4 separate regions of the Sus scrofa genome follow, and all the other regions are linked to region 1. A link is a contact called in public Hi-C and HiChIP or PLAC-seq data. All regions are on one chromosome and are shown on one strand. The core of a region is the stretch at or near the end of the contact, and the rest is flanking DNA. Distances in the headings are between cores, read along the strand shown. Region 1 overlaps IL17D (interleukin-17D). Region 2 overlaps XPO4 (exportin-4). Region 3 overlaps XPO4 (exportin-4). Region 4 overlaps XPO4 (exportin-4).

Region 1 (3,437 bases), core at 626-3,125:
AGTATCAACATACGGTCTCATTTACTTTGTGGCATCATGTTTGTTTCTTTTAAGAGTTAGCAACAAATAGGCCAAAAATAAAATGAATGTGATGGCTCAATAGGTTTTTTAAGCCATACTGACATAATGAGAAACATACTGTAAAAACACTGAGGTTTATTAAGGCTTAAAGATACACAGCCCTCAGTTCTGTTGAAACCCCAAAGAGAGACGCCTACCAACTCTCTAAGTAATGTTGACTTGTGGATGCTTTTCAGTTTTGTGTAGTTGTGTAAAGACTTTTCACAACCGTTTATTTTTAGGCTTTATTACTTTTCTCTATAAATTCCTCCTGGGAATTGAAGAGACTACAGCTACATTTGTTTTGCAGCAAGCAGCTCCGCGAACAGCCAGCAAGGTGATGGAAGAGGAGCAGACAGGGTGGATGGGCCGGGGGTGGGGGGAGTTAGGAAGTGTCTGGAAGCCTGGAATTTTCCCTCCGAGGGCCTGGCTGGCACTACTCTCTGTTCCCAGAACTTCCAGCTGGTGACTCAGGAATGGGCGCGGCGGCCTCAGCTTCCAGCTCGTGGGGGCACGAGGTCACACCGCCCCAGGCTGGGAAACGAGATGCCCACAGGTCCGTCCCTGGATGCTGAGCAGCAGGGTCCCGGGAGGGTTGAGGTAGGAAGGGTATTTACCCCCCCACCCAGCAGTGTCACCTGTTCGTCGCATCCACTATGAGGCGGTGCCCTGGATCAAGTTCTTACAACTGTCCGAGCCCCGTGTCCCCTCCGGTCTTTCTCTCTGCTTCCCCGCTCCCTGTGGGCAGCTCAGACCTGTGTTCGGGCCCCAGGTCCCCTCGGGCCGGGCGGGAGCCTGCCGGCCCGGCAGGTGGCCGGCAGGGGGCAGCACCGGCCGCCCTCCCTCCAGCCCGCCGGGATCTCCACGCGCCCGGCAAGGTCCCGGCCTCCGCGCTCGTTGGTCCTGAGGTTGTAAAGCCCAGACAGCCATCTGGCTTCCAGTGCCGTGTGTGCGGTGCAGCCCCGCGCAGCGCCGCTGTGCTCTCCGTGAGGAGGGGCAGAGGAGGGGGAAGGAGCGGGTGTCCCCAGCGGAGACCGCGGGCACCTGGGGCGTGGCCTCCACGCCGGGTAGAAAAGGCGCCCTGGCACGCAAAGCCCCAGCTGTCCTGCGGCGGGGATGTGACAGGTGAGAGGTCTGCCCGGGTCGCCCTGAGTGTCCTGGGTCAGCCACCTGCTCACGTCCTGCCGCGTGACCGGCCATGCCGCCGTCGCCCCCCGGTCCCGCTCGAGCCCAGTGTCTGCGCTCCTGACTCGGAGGCGCCAGGACGCCGGTGGATCCCTCCGAGTGTTCGTTGCTGGGAAGGGCCGGGAGGCTGTGGAGATCGTGGGGGCCGCCCCGACCGGTGTGGTCGAGGGGAAAATGCCCTGGCGGGCCCTTCGAGGCCCTGTGACCTCCGCCCGCCAGCGCCCAGGACGGGCACCAAGGTGGCGCCGAGCCCAGATTCTGCGGCTTCCCTGGCGGCGGCGCGCGTCCCGTGGGTGAGAGCTGTTCTGCTTTGAAGAGACTCCCCCAGCTGCCCTGCATGTGTGGCATCTGAGCCACACTGAGAACTTTGAGAAATTCGGCTTATTCACTCCATCTCTTGGTCCCTCGGCAGAGCTTTTGCCCTGGATTCTCTTCCAGGCGGTTCGTCTGTCTGCCCTGAGCTGCCAGATGAGCAGAGAGACCCTTCGTGGAATCCGAGCTTTTACCCTTTTCCAGGGGCCTGGCTGAGTGCTGGTGCAGGCCCGCCCTGGGGGTGCCGAGGGAGGGGTGTCTGTATGGCTCTGGCTCTGGTGGCATTCCTGGCTTCATGTCAGGGCTGCCCTGATGCCAAGCTTCGTGCTGCAGGATGGCCTCGGCCCCAGATGGCCCGACCCCTGTGTGTCCTTGGCCAGCAGAGTCTATCTGTGTCCCCTCCCCCGGGAGGCTCACACTCGGGTTTTGTCAGGTGGAGGGCAGTTTTCTGGGCGCCCTGGCAGTGGTGCCCGGAGTGACAGGAGGGCGGGCAGGTCCGTGGTCTCCTGTCCCCAGTCCCCTGCCTGCAGCCCTCCCTCCCCACTGGCTGCCTGTCCCCACCCCCATGGCAGGGCCTGTCCAGGAGGAACAGATGGGGTGTCAGTGACCTGTTAGGCCTGGGGCTCAGCAGGTGAGGGATCCCTGGTGTTTTTCTGACCCCCCCACCACTTGAGCCCTGTACCTGGGGAGGGGACAGTGGTCAAATCCTGAGATCCAGCAGCCTGTTTGTGCCTCCAGCAAAGAGCTAAGACCTTGTGCATTAGACTCCTCAGTCCTGTGCAGTAGACTCCTTGGCCTGGGAGTCCTTGTGGGGAGGTCACGAGACTGCAGGGGGCTGGGGACACGCACCCAGTTTCCCATTGGCCGTGGAGTCTGGGCTGGGGCCTCCAGCAAGCGGGGTTCCAGATTGGGGGTGAAGTGTGAGAATCTGCTTTTCACGGGCCCCACGCGGTTCTGAACCAGTTTGGAAACCTCGGTTCTGCCTTCCTGCAGGCGCCCACGTGCCGGAGAAACCTGGGCTCCTGGGGAGGGAGCCGGTTACCCTCAGAACTGCCAGCGTTACAGCATCTGCTGGAGAGACCCCCCCCCCCCCGTCTGCACGTAGACAGTTTCCTCCAAACTGTCTACGTGCTTCTCGGCCCGAATCTCAGGGCCAGCTGGCCAGGTTCTGAGGGAAGTGGGAGTCTGCGCGGGTGTGGCCTGACCTGGAGACCCCTGAGCCCCTGGAAACTCCGTGGACCACGGGTGTCTTTTCTAAGCAGAAGCCATGGCTAAAGTAGCGCGTTTTTAGTCCTGTCACCAAGAAGCCACCCCTCCACTGTGCAGAGCGCCAGCAAGGCAGTGTCACCTAGGTCGGATCAAAGCTGTAGGCTGGCCTCTTGCTCCCTCCAGGCCACCCTGGAGGAGGCCTGTTGACCTTGGCCCATCTCTGCACTGCGCCCGGGGGCTCAGGGCGCTGGGGACGAAGCCGTCATCCTGAGCCTCTGCTGCTGGAGCTGCCGCTCCTCATGTCTTCTGCCAAGTGGGGAGGTGGGTTTGTGTGTAAAGATGCCAGTTGTGTGGGTCTGAGCCCGGCGCTGCCCTGCACGGCTCGCCAACCTCCCAGAGCGCTTCGAATTGTTTCCTACGCGGCTCAGGGCCCGGGCAGCTCTCCCCCTGGCCCTGCTGTCCCGCGTTCCCCCGGGCCGGGTTTCTGTCACCTCTCCTCATTGCCCTTTGTTCCTGGATTAAGCCGGCCCAGCTGTCGCTCCCTCTGGCCAAGCGGTACCCTCAGGGCCCATCCTGCCCACGTCCCCGCCAGGCGCACCGCGGCCGGACTGGAGGCTGAGGCCGAGCGGAGGGAGCAGCCCACAGGCTCTTGTTCGGTGACAGAAGGGACC
Region 2 (3,437 bases), core at 509-3,008, 110 kb after region 1:
TGAAGACTCTAGCTTCGTCTCTGCAACGGCTCAGGTTCCATCCCCAGCTGGGCACAGCAGGTTAAGGATCCAGGGTTGCTGCACGTGGGGAGCAGTTTGAAGCTGCAGCTTAAATTCAATCCCTGGCCCAGGAACTCCCATGTGCTGTGGGCACGGCCAAAATAAAAAAGAGGTTAACACAGCAATGCTTCACTTATCCAAGATCATAAAGCATTAAGTTAATATCTGTTAATTTTCTAAAAGCAGCAAAGACTCTGAATGAAACTCACCTCATGTAAAATTTTCTGAAAGAATTATTTCTAAGGCAATTATTATATGACATAATAATAAAGAGAATCTATTCAGACAGAGGGTTTTTTCACTGCCTGCAACAGCTGGAGCCAGGGCTCTGGGCTCCAGGGCCCTTCTCAGCATCCTGTCAGGCTCTGTCGCTGCTGCTGCTGCTGCTGCTGGCAACTGGACCAGCAGTAACGAGGGGTCCGACATTGACAACTTTCATTTTCAATGAGTTAGAAACCAAATAATCACCTTTATTCAAACTATACCCCCAAACTTCTCAATAAAAACACTCTGTGTGGGACCCTTTCAGTTCCAATACAAGAATCTAAAACTAACTGTTCAGATAAAGACGTCAGAAAATCCGGGCTCCGGCAGTCCCGGACAGCCCCTTCAAGTAACTGAGGGTGCACCAGCCCGTCTATCGTGGCCTCAGATGTCTCGCCTGTGAGAAGGGCTGTTACCCTCCACGCTGCAGAGTTTGTGTGACTGTCCCGAGGCCCCAAGAGAATGCGAGTGAAAGGACTATGAGAACGTGACGGGTTCTGATGAGAACGGTATTCGCATCATTACCATGAATATTAACCTATTCTGGCTTCTTTAGTCCCACCGCGTGCTTATTATATAAATTCTAACAAACTGAAATGACAAGGTAAGTTATCAACTAAAAAAAGAAAGCCAGGCGTTCCCACTGGGGCTCAGCAGTATCAAACCCAACTAATATCCACGAGGACACGGGTTCCATCCCGGGCCTCCCTCAGTGGGTTAAGGATTCAGTGCTGCCGTGAGCTGTGCTGTAGGTCACAGATGCAGCTCGGTTCTGGTGTTGCTGTGGTGTGGTGGAAGCCGGCAGCTGCAGCTCCAATTTGACCCCTAGCCTGGGAACCTCCATATGCCACAGGTGCGGCCCTAAAAAGGAAAAAAAGAGAAAGCCAAGGGAGTTCCTGCTGTGGGATAAAGGATCCAGCACTGCTGCAGCGGTGGCACAGGTCACAGGCACGGCTTGAATTCAATCCCATTTGCCACCGAGGCAAGTGAAGGAAAGAAGGGGAGGAGGGAGGGAGATAGAAATAAGAAAGAGATAAAGTGCGAGAAAGAAAGGGAGAGAGAGGAAAAAAAGGGGAAAAAAAAAAAGGAGTTCCTGCCGTGGCGCAGTGGAAACGAATCCGACCAGGAACCATGAGGTTTCGGGTTCGATCCCTGGCCTCGCTCAGTGGGTTAAGGAACCAGCGTTGCCGTGAGCTGTGGTGTAGGTTGCAGACTCAGCTCAGATCCCACATTGCTGTGGCTGTGGTGCAGGTCGGCAGCTGTAGCTTGGCTTCGATCCCTAGCCTGGGAACTCCCATTTGCCATGGGTGCGCCCCTAAAAAAAAAAAAAAAAGGAAGTGGGGGACGGAAGGAGGCAGGCAGGCCAAACTAAAGCATCACTGGAGTGACAGAGCAGGTCCTCACTGCCGGTCACTTGGATTAATAAATCTGACACTTCATCAGCACAAAGGAAGCTGAGACATGAATATATGGCGTGTTCCCTATTGTTTTAGTTGCTGATGAATTTCAAAGATGTCAATTATGTAACACAAGGAGAAGAAATTCAATGAGGTCTCAAAGTTGTGGAAGAATCTACTGTTTTCTTTCACTGAAGTACTAAAAATGCACAGGAAAACTCGCTGGCTAACAGCTCAAGCAAGAGCTGCCTTCACATGAAAAATGTGCCGTCGCACTGTCACGTCCAGTAAAAGACATTAATTTCATGACAGTGGGAAACACAGCCTTCAGAGAGGGCCTGCCCCATTCTCCACGCTCTGTCACGGGAACAAGACATTCAAACACGAGCCCCAGCTGACAGAAAGAAGTGCTGCTCTTCAGAGAGAGGACTGTCTCCTATAATAGCCTGGCTCTTACCCCAGAAGCGCTCCTACCAAGAATAAACTTTATGACAGGCTGCCGTACAGAGAGCGGACCTCCAGCTGCTCCTCTGGGCAGACGTCAGTGAGCGTGGGATAAGAGAGATGAAGCTGCTATCACATCCAGGCCCACGAGGGAATTTCTCACCCACTTCTCAGGGGCAGGCAGACAGGAAGAGAGGAGGCTTCAACACCAAACCGAACCGCTTTAAAGCGATGCAACATTTGCCTCCTGCTTCCACAGGAAATAAACCGCCATGAAATCAGTTCGAAATCTCGCCCCTTTCCTGAGCCAGTGAGGTCCCCAGAGCCATGCCTCCCAGGGCTGAGGCCACCTCACACTGAGGGGAGGCAGACGGCTGGGGACAGCACAGCACGGAGTCGCAGCACGGGCCCCGTCCCTCTAAGCAAGCACACAACCCACAGAAAACTGCACTGAGTCTAAGAAACACAGCCTCCTGGGAAATCAAACATCAGTGGAGAACAAAGACCATAAGATACTTCTTCAAGTGTTTAAAGGAAAACTAATGTGCTAGTTAAATTTTTTTTTTTTTTTTTTTTTTTTTGCCTTTTAGGGCTGCACTGGTGGCATATGGAGGTTCCCAGGCTAGGGGTCCAACTGCAGCTGCAGCCGCCGGCCTACACCACAGCCACAGCAACGGGGGATCCGAGCCGCATCTGCAACCTACACCACAGCTCACGGCAACGCCAGATCCTTAACCCACTGAGTGAAGCCAGGGGTCGAACCTGCATCCTCATGGATGCTAGTTGGATTCGTTAACCACTGAGCCACAACAGCAATTCCAGTTAAATATTTTTGAAATACACAGTTTTCATTCACGGATAACAGCGTAAATACTTTCTCCTGATTTTCAATGCTTCAAATATAATTTGCCGTATGTGTGATTTAACACACAGCTCATGTCCTCAGGTTCTATAAAGACAGGGCTGGGAGAACAGCCGGGAGATCGGCCTAACACCTGCTGAGCGCCTGCTACACGGACCAGTGCTGTTTTCCCCATCTGGACATGGATGTTTATTTTACGTATTAGTAAATCAGCACCTAAAGAAGCTACACAGTTGTTTTTCAAGCACAGGGGATGCGTGAACCTACAAAAAACTATACCAAGAAAGCAAGCGGGAAAAGGCAGACTACACAGCATCTCTGGTCAATCGGGGCTGATGGCAGCATCACTCTGGATGGGTAACAATTACCGGTAACAATCCATGAGGTCATCCAGAGAGAAGCACGGCCGC
Region 3 (3,437 bases), core at 350-2,849, 92 kb after region 1:
ACCTCCATATGCCACAGGAGTGGCCCTAGAAAAGGCAAAAGACAAAAAGACAAAAAAAAAAAAAAAAAAAAATCATGCTATTCCGACAAGAAATACGTGTTTAGTTGGCGCATTATTCCTGTGAAACCCTTGCAGTTGCTGCCTCTACAGAGAGACTATGAGGGCCCTTCTTGTTGCCGGAAATATTACTAAGAGTGTGCGTGTGTCACTTTCCACTGAGAAAACCAGAGAGAGAAGCACATCGCGCTGTGAACGGACCAGTCGCACAGACCTAAACCGCATCAGTGCCTTCAAAACAGCGTAAAGAATGAGAGCAATTCCCCTTTTCCTTTGGTATTACCAATAACCTAATGCCTTGTCTACCTCCGTGTAAGGGACACCCAAACATCCCTTCTCCTCAGATGACCCTTAGAGCAGGACACCTGGAAACAGCCGAGGCTGTCACTAGAACGCAGGTGTCCAGCCCCTGCCTCCGAGGACACCAGGCCTCAGAGATTTACGGCTGAAATAAAGCAGAACCTGCTCTTCCACTTTGCGGCCTCTCTTCTTGCCCTTCTGACTGCGACCACCACAGCCCTGCTCGCCAGGATTCCAAAAGCTCCCCTTTTCTCAAGTCTTGTTTCACAACCTATAATTCTCTCAAAGCCTAGACTACCGTGTACAAAGGTTCGTCACGTTCCTCCTTTCCGGACAGCCAAAATTAACTTTCCCCCCAAAATAGTCTTAACAGCAATAGGCTCACAATAGGTCCCTTTTTAAGTTCCCGAGGCTTCAGGTTACAACACTGCTTAAACAGCCGGGCTGTCCTAACAGCCACACTGCGCTGCTTTCTCTCTTTTACCCAAGTAGAAAAGGGACGACAGTGAGGGGACCATTTACCAACTGGTCGGTGATTACACGCCTGTCAGGTCTCAGGAGTCCCCAGACCACAGCAGACGGATCCTCTTAAACCACAACCATTCCCTCGAAGTCAAAGCAGACTCGAAACCGAGAGTTGTCTGGGGCGATGGCTTTCTATGTTTTTCTAAAATTAAGAGTAAACTCAGGTCATTGATATTTTGTTTTGTACTAGAACAGTCCATTTGCAATCAAGTAAAATCCCACCAACAGGACAGCCACAAAGAGTGCTTTCAGCCTTTTAAGAAGCCTATGTCTTTATGAAAAAAACCTGTCATCACATCCATCTCATTTCACCTTCCAACAAATTCAAGAATCAGGAGTAACAGGACAGCCCTTCTCCTGTCACTGTCATAACACAAGCCCCTCTCTCCACAAGGCTTCAATTCCAAAGAAAAAAACCAGCTCAGTGCTTTCTCAATCCCCTGCAGACCAGTCGCAGCTGAAGTTCAACTGCAGGCACAACGGCAAGAGTTAACTCTCTGTCGCCCAGCCTGCTCCCAAGGCAGCCCTGCCCAGCGCTGCTCAGGAAGCTCACCAACTTCTGGGAAACCAAGGCACAGAAAGGCACCACCTGCCCGGTTCCGTAACTGCCGCCCCGAAGCACACGCACCCTCGGCCAAGAGCCAGAAGGCCAGACCTAACAGCGCCGGCCCCGGTCCCTGGATCAACCCCACTAGGTCTCCTGTCGCAACCACACAGCATGATCCGTGAGTATGAGCTTGTAACACAAGGGGAGGTCGGCTCTGCAGGCGCGCCCGCCCTTCCACGCGTTTGCGTTCCTGTTCACCCCCTACCACCTGCGGGAAGGGGGTCATGGGGGGGGGGGCACCGACAGTTAAAAAAAAAAAAAAAATAGGTCATACAACAGCTACAAGTTATCCTCGAGTAAAAATGGGAAGTCTGAAAACTTCCACTGCCTGGTCTTATAAGTACTTTACAACAGAGGAAGATCTTGTAGCAACAATGGACATTTTACAAAAGTAATAAATATAATTTCCCCATCTCCCCAAATTCTTTTTGTCCCACCTCATTAGTAAAACAAAATTCCAGAAGCAAGGGAAGCCCAGTTCTTCTTCTTACATGTTTAGCCACTGTCACTACTAGTTTTTCTAACAACAAAAACCGCTATTTCTGGCACAGCACGGAACCCAGGAGCCCAGTCTTACACTCAGCACTTAGTCCAAGTAACAAAAGTCCTTTGAAATAAAGGAGAACTGACCTCACCTGAATGGTTTCCAAAGCCTTGCCTCCAAATAGTAACGGCGGCTTTACTGGAAATCCTACTTTAGGTGAAAGCTTCTGTATCCCCGTTACTATTTTATGATCCAGTTAGCGTTCCCTAAGAGGGTGAGTTTGAAAAAATTTTTACCAAAACCAAATCAGATCCACAAAAATAGCATACCAATAAAAGGCAGCGTAACCAAACTAAAAAAAGAATTATTACTAAAGCCAACATACCAAACATACCTGCCAAACATTCTTATTACAAAACGATATTGTCATTTATGATTAGCTTTGCCAAAACCCTTAAGCATCTGCGGATGCTAGGTGAGCTAACGGCTCAACAATATCAGCAGCATAAACAAACATCCAGGACCGGAGAGGGCACTCGTGAATCACCTTCCCTCAGTCATGGAAACCCATCTGTTTGCTGGGCTCCTGTTACCGCACGTTGTCAGTGCAGGGTGACCACGTATGGCCCAAAGCGCAGCCCACGCTCGCCTGAGCGGCCAGCCAGACAGGCGGTGAACAGGTACCACTCAAACGAGAGAACATCACAGGGAGACATGGGCCACGTGGGGGAACAGTGGCTATAAATGCATGTCAGAGGCCACCGCCAAGGAAAGCGGACCTGGTCTGGGCCCTGCGTACAACGAGGAGGCAGGGGCAACGCCAGGGGCAACGCGCCGACGGAGGGCACAGAGCAGAGGAAGGCACAGGGCAGACCACCCGCATCGGACCACCCGTTTTTAAATGGGGACGGTGGCACACGGAGCATCACAGGACTAGGGTGCTTTCCTCAGACAGCAGGGATCTCAAACACAGTGAAAAGCAGGTGGGTCTCCTCTCAGTTCTTTCAGGAGCGTGAGACCAGGACAGAAGAGCCAGAGTAACTGGCGCACTGGGCCAGGAGATGATTGTAGCACCGGCCAAATCACAGGAGCTACAGGCTTTGCAACCTCCGGGCCTGGAGCCGAGTATGCTTTCAGAACTCACCTTCTGCACACAGAAAACCTACACGTAATAACTCTCAGGAAAAATAACAGCTTGCAGCTGACATCATGTACATAGAAAAATCCAAAAAACCCACTAAAAATACTATTAGAGGAGTTCCCATTGCGGCTCAGCAGTAATGACCCAGACTAGTATCCATGAGGATGTGGGTTTGATCCCTGGCCTTGCTCAGTGGGTCATGGATCTGGCGACGCTGTGAACTGCGGTGCAGGTCGCAGATGCGGCTCAGATCCAATGTTGCTGTGGCTGTGGTGTAGACTGGCAGCTACAGCTCCAATGTAACCCTTAGCCAGGGAACGTCC
Region 4 (3,437 bases), core at 667-3,166, 74 kb after region 1:
TTTTTTTTCTTTTAGGGTCGCACCCGCACGCATCGGAGCTGCAGCTGCAACGCCAGACGGGAGCCATGTCTGTGACCTACACAACAGCTCATGACAACGCCGGATCCTTAACCCACGAGAGACACCAGGGATCGAACCTCTCCCCGCCCCCCGCCCCCCACCCCATCCTCATGGATACTAGTCAGATTCTTAACCCGGTAAGCCAAGAAGGGAACTCCAAAAGGCAAACTTTTAAAGCATTTAGAAGAAAACACAGGAAGGGAAGGTGTCTGAAACAGGTGCCTAATAAAGCAAATTATACAAGAAATGACAGTAAGTTCCACTACACTAAAGAGTATCTGTTCATCAAGTCAAAGTGCAGCACAATATCCATGACCGACCCTGGAATAGAGAGAAACGGTGAGCTCCAAACACAGCCTACAGATGAGGGGACCAGACTGCGCCAACCGTCATCTCTTACTCTCAGCAAGTGCACCGTGGCTCTGCCACGCGGTCAACCTGGGGAAGGAGGATACAGTTTGTGGGAACCCTGTACTAGCTTTGCAACTCTTCTTTAAATCTGAAATGCTTCCAAATTAAAAAAAAAAAAAAAAGATACCACAAAGCTAAAAGAGGAGCCACAAAACGAGGAGAAGACGCGTCAGCAACACAAACCAACGAGCAGGAAAGGAGCACACGAACCCCGCGAAGAGTCTCCACAGCCGGTGAGGAGAGGGCAAACCACCCGGCAGGGAACTGGGCAACGGACTAAAGAGCAGCTGCCAAGCGCAATCGCGGGGAGGCTGCGTTTAACGGCCGACGCGACGCTCCAGCTCAGGAGCACTGGGGACAGCAACGCAGCCACGTTCTACGCTCGGGGTCTGGCGGACGCTGCGAGTGACATGTGACAGCCCGGGTGCACGGAACGCGCCCGCACAGGCGAGGGGTGGCCTGAGCCCACACACACGCCGCCTTCGCTCCAACACCGCGCCTCCGAGGCTTGGACGCCGGGCAAACGCGCACGACTGTGCCGGGGGCGCGGGCAAGGAGGCTTCCTGAAACACCGCACTTTTTCACAAAGGGGCAAACACCCGCCCTCGGCCCGGCCTGCGCACACAAGGGCCAGAGGCCCGGAGCCACGGGCGCCTCTCCTGTGAGGCGGCAGAGGGACCAGCGCGCCAGTCACACTGGCCCCGGGAAGAGGCATCTGCTGGTGCCGCGGAGCGACGCGTGGTTTCCTCTCCGTGGGTGTCACGTATGACACAGTCGAGTCCTCTGCGGTGGCCCTGAGGACCGAGGAAGGGACACGGGGAATGGCCAAGCCACGCTCGCTGTGGGCGCAGCAGGAGGAGAGGCTGGCTTTACGCCTTCAGCAGAAGCCACCGCCACCGCCACCGCCGAGAGCGACGAGATGACCCCGACCGAGGACACCTGCGGCCTGTCCCTACTCCGTGCAAGGCCTCACGCGCCAGGTCTTACCGGGCTGTCCTGCCCCAAGAGACTGGTAAGGCATCTTAGGTGGCACTTGGAAGGGGCTCGGAAGGAAGAAGAGGGCATCTTCTAGGAGCTCGGCTGCCCGGGGCCCTGGGGCCGGCCCGCTCGGCGCAGTTTCCTCCCTCCCAGACAGAAAGGCACAGACACAACAGAAAAGCCGTCCACGCCTCTGGCCATTCCGCCCACAAGCCCCGACGCGAGACCCCATGACCACAGGCGGCCTGTCGGAGCCCCGGTCCCCGGACGCGGACTTAGGATGGGAACCGAATCCGAGGACACAGCCTCCTGCTCCTGCTGGAAACCAACACAAGGAACGCATCAAGCAAAGTGCGAGAAATCTGGCTGATGACAATTGGCAACTACGTCTCTCAGGCTGTCACAGAGACATGAAACCAGCTGAGCGCGCTGCCTGATACCTTGGCCCTGCTCCACGGCCACACTGGCCAACGCCCAGCCCCAAGCCGGGGCACGTGCCAGGGGGACGACGGCCCGAGCCCGCCACTCCGCTCATGCCCAGGGCCTGTCAGGCCTGCTGCCAGGAGGGCTTTCGAGAGGGGAGTGAGCTTAGGAGGCCACTTGACCTCACATTACTCCCTGTGGGAAGAGGGGGTGGAGGCACGTCAACACCCACCATGAACCTGCCAGGGTACAGAGGGGCGAGCCTGCAGCTCCTCGGCCGCAGGAAAAAAAATCTGCCTTTGTGTCTGGAAACTATTTGGGTATAAAAACAGGGGTTAATTGAAGCTTGGGAACGCTCCCCCTCTCTAACAGGGAACTGAATTTCAGATTAAAATCTAACAGTCCTGTATGATTCCAACCTCATGACATTCTGGAAAAGACGAACCACAGAGACAGGGGCAGAGCTCAGGGGATTTGGAAGGCAGAGAAACTCCTGCCTGAGCCTCTAGCGGTGGCTACGTCTTCACAGCCACAGGATGCCCAGCATCCTGACACAACCCACGGCTCTGGGCGGTGACCATGAGTCTGTGTAGTTTCACCGCTAGGAACACATGTGACCTCCGGTTGGGGCTCGCAGAGTGGGGTGGGGGGCGTGTGGGTTTGGGGAGGGGTGGGGGTATGGGAACTCCATATTTTCACTCGATTTTGCCATGAATCTAAAACCGCCCGAAGAAAATCAGTATGTGTGCATGTTCCTAACACCAATACTGAGCCAGGAAGCACACCAGGGAACTCTCCTGCTGGAGGAGCTCTACTCATCCGACTCTGGTGACGCAAAAACTCCAAATTAATTCCTAACTAAGACAGTGCTGTGGTGACTAGCAGATATGACCCATTCCACTACAACAGACTTTTTTCCTACCAAGTGCACGTGACCAACCTGACAACTAGAAATCATGCCTACAAAACGGGAAAGCTCCTTCTCCGACCACTGACATTCTCTCTGTATGTAAACGTAAGTCACATGGTTCAGCTGGAAAAGGTGTGCGATTCAGAGACGTAAAAAACGCAGTAAGACGGGTGTGGGCAGTGAACGCTCCCAAGGAATGCTTTCTTCCTTTTTCACTTTCTTCTTTTTCGGCCATGCCCACAGCATATGGGGGTTCCTGGCCAGGAATCAAATCAGAGCTGTGGCGAGATCTATGCCACAGCCACAGCACGCCAGATCCTCAACCCACTGAACGAGGCCAGGGATCGAACCCGCAACCTCACGGTTCCTGGTCGGATTCGCCTCCGCTGCACCACAAGGGGAACTCCAGAAGGTTTTATTTCTAAGAGATAACCCTGTTTAACTTTGTGTTTCCTATTTATAGCCTGAAGCTGTGGCTACTCAACTACCCTTACAAGGACTTGGAAATAAAAACACACTGAACCGAGATTGTAGAGGCTGGGAAAAGTGCCAAGAACACTGGCTAGGGGGCTCACCAGCAACGTTCATTTGCAAACATGATAAAAAAAAAAATCATTTGGCACAAATAACCTATGCAACATAAAATGTGCTTATA

Evidence for each region. A called contact is a pair of places that touch in the nucleus more often than the background predicts. HiChIP or PLAC-seq counts read pairs in DNA pulled down with a chosen protein or histone mark.
Region 2: a contact with region 1 is called in a Hi-C map of heart right ventricle, with 3 times the contacts expected there. The contact joins two enhancer-like sites. A contact is called at or near these places in 4 of 47 Hi-C or Micro-C datasets (embryonic fibroblasts, heart right ventricle and skeletal muscle) and 1 of 2 datasets of contacts at active chromatin or transcription factors (skeletal muscle).
Region 3: an H3K27ac HiChIP or PLAC-seq map of skeletal muscle shows a contact between it and region 1. The contact joins two enhancer-like sites. A contact is called at or near these places in 4 of 47 Hi-C or Micro-C datasets (epiblast stem cells, psoas muscle and skeletal muscle) and 1 of 2 datasets of contacts at active chromatin or transcription factors (skeletal muscle).
Region 4: a contact with region 1 is called in an H3K27ac HiChIP or PLAC-seq map of skeletal muscle, with 4 times the contacts expected there. The contact joins two enhancer-like sites. A contact is called at or near these places in 3 of 47 Hi-C or Micro-C datasets (epiblast stem cells and skeletal muscle) and 1 of 2 datasets of contacts at active chromatin or transcription factors (skeletal muscle).

What each region holds. Positions count from the first base shown.
Region 1 is chr11:1,057,011-1,060,447 of Sscrofa11.1, forward strand. All of the region lies in intron 2 of IL17D (interleukin-17D), which reads left to right. EEF1AKMT1 (protein-lysine N-methyltransferase N6AMT2) reads right to left here. Exons shown (of 5, transcript XM_021065435.1): 5 at 1-3,437. Among named protein-coding and RNA genes, the nearest start is that of IL17D, 30 kb to the left of the region's middle. Within about 2 kb of position 1,876, at least 24 of the 83 cell types and tissues checked have an H3K27ac peak or open chromatin away from gene starts, as enhancers often do. A contact at or near this core is called in skeletal muscle, where this site is marked.
Region 2 is chr11:1,168,518-1,171,954 of Sscrofa11.1, forward strand. All of the region lies in intron 3 of XPO4 (exportin-4), which reads right to left. Among named protein-coding and RNA genes, the nearest start is that of XPO4, 38 kb to the right of the region's middle. Within about 2 kb of position 1,759, at least 5 of the 83 cell types and tissues checked have an H3K27ac peak or open chromatin away from gene starts, as enhancers often do. A contact at or near this core is called in skeletal muscle, where this site is marked.
Region 3 is chr11:1,149,097-1,152,533 of Sscrofa11.1, forward strand. All of the region lies in intron 5 of XPO4 (exportin-4), which reads right to left. Among named protein-coding and RNA genes, the nearest start is that of EEF1AKMT1, 56 kb to the left of the region's middle. Within about 2 kb of position 1,600, at least 5 of the 83 cell types and tissues checked have an H3K27ac peak or open chromatin away from gene starts, as enhancers often do. A contact at or near this core is called in skeletal muscle, where this site is marked.
Region 4 is chr11:1,131,370-1,134,806 of Sscrofa11.1, forward strand. The region is part of intron 8 of XPO4 (exportin-4); the gene reads right to left. Among named protein-coding and RNA genes, the nearest start is that of EEF1AKMT1, 38 kb to the left of the region's middle. Within about 2 kb of position 1,917, at least 26 of the 83 cell types and tissues checked have an H3K27ac peak or open chromatin away from gene starts, as enhancers often do. A contact at or near this core is called in skeletal muscle, where this site is marked.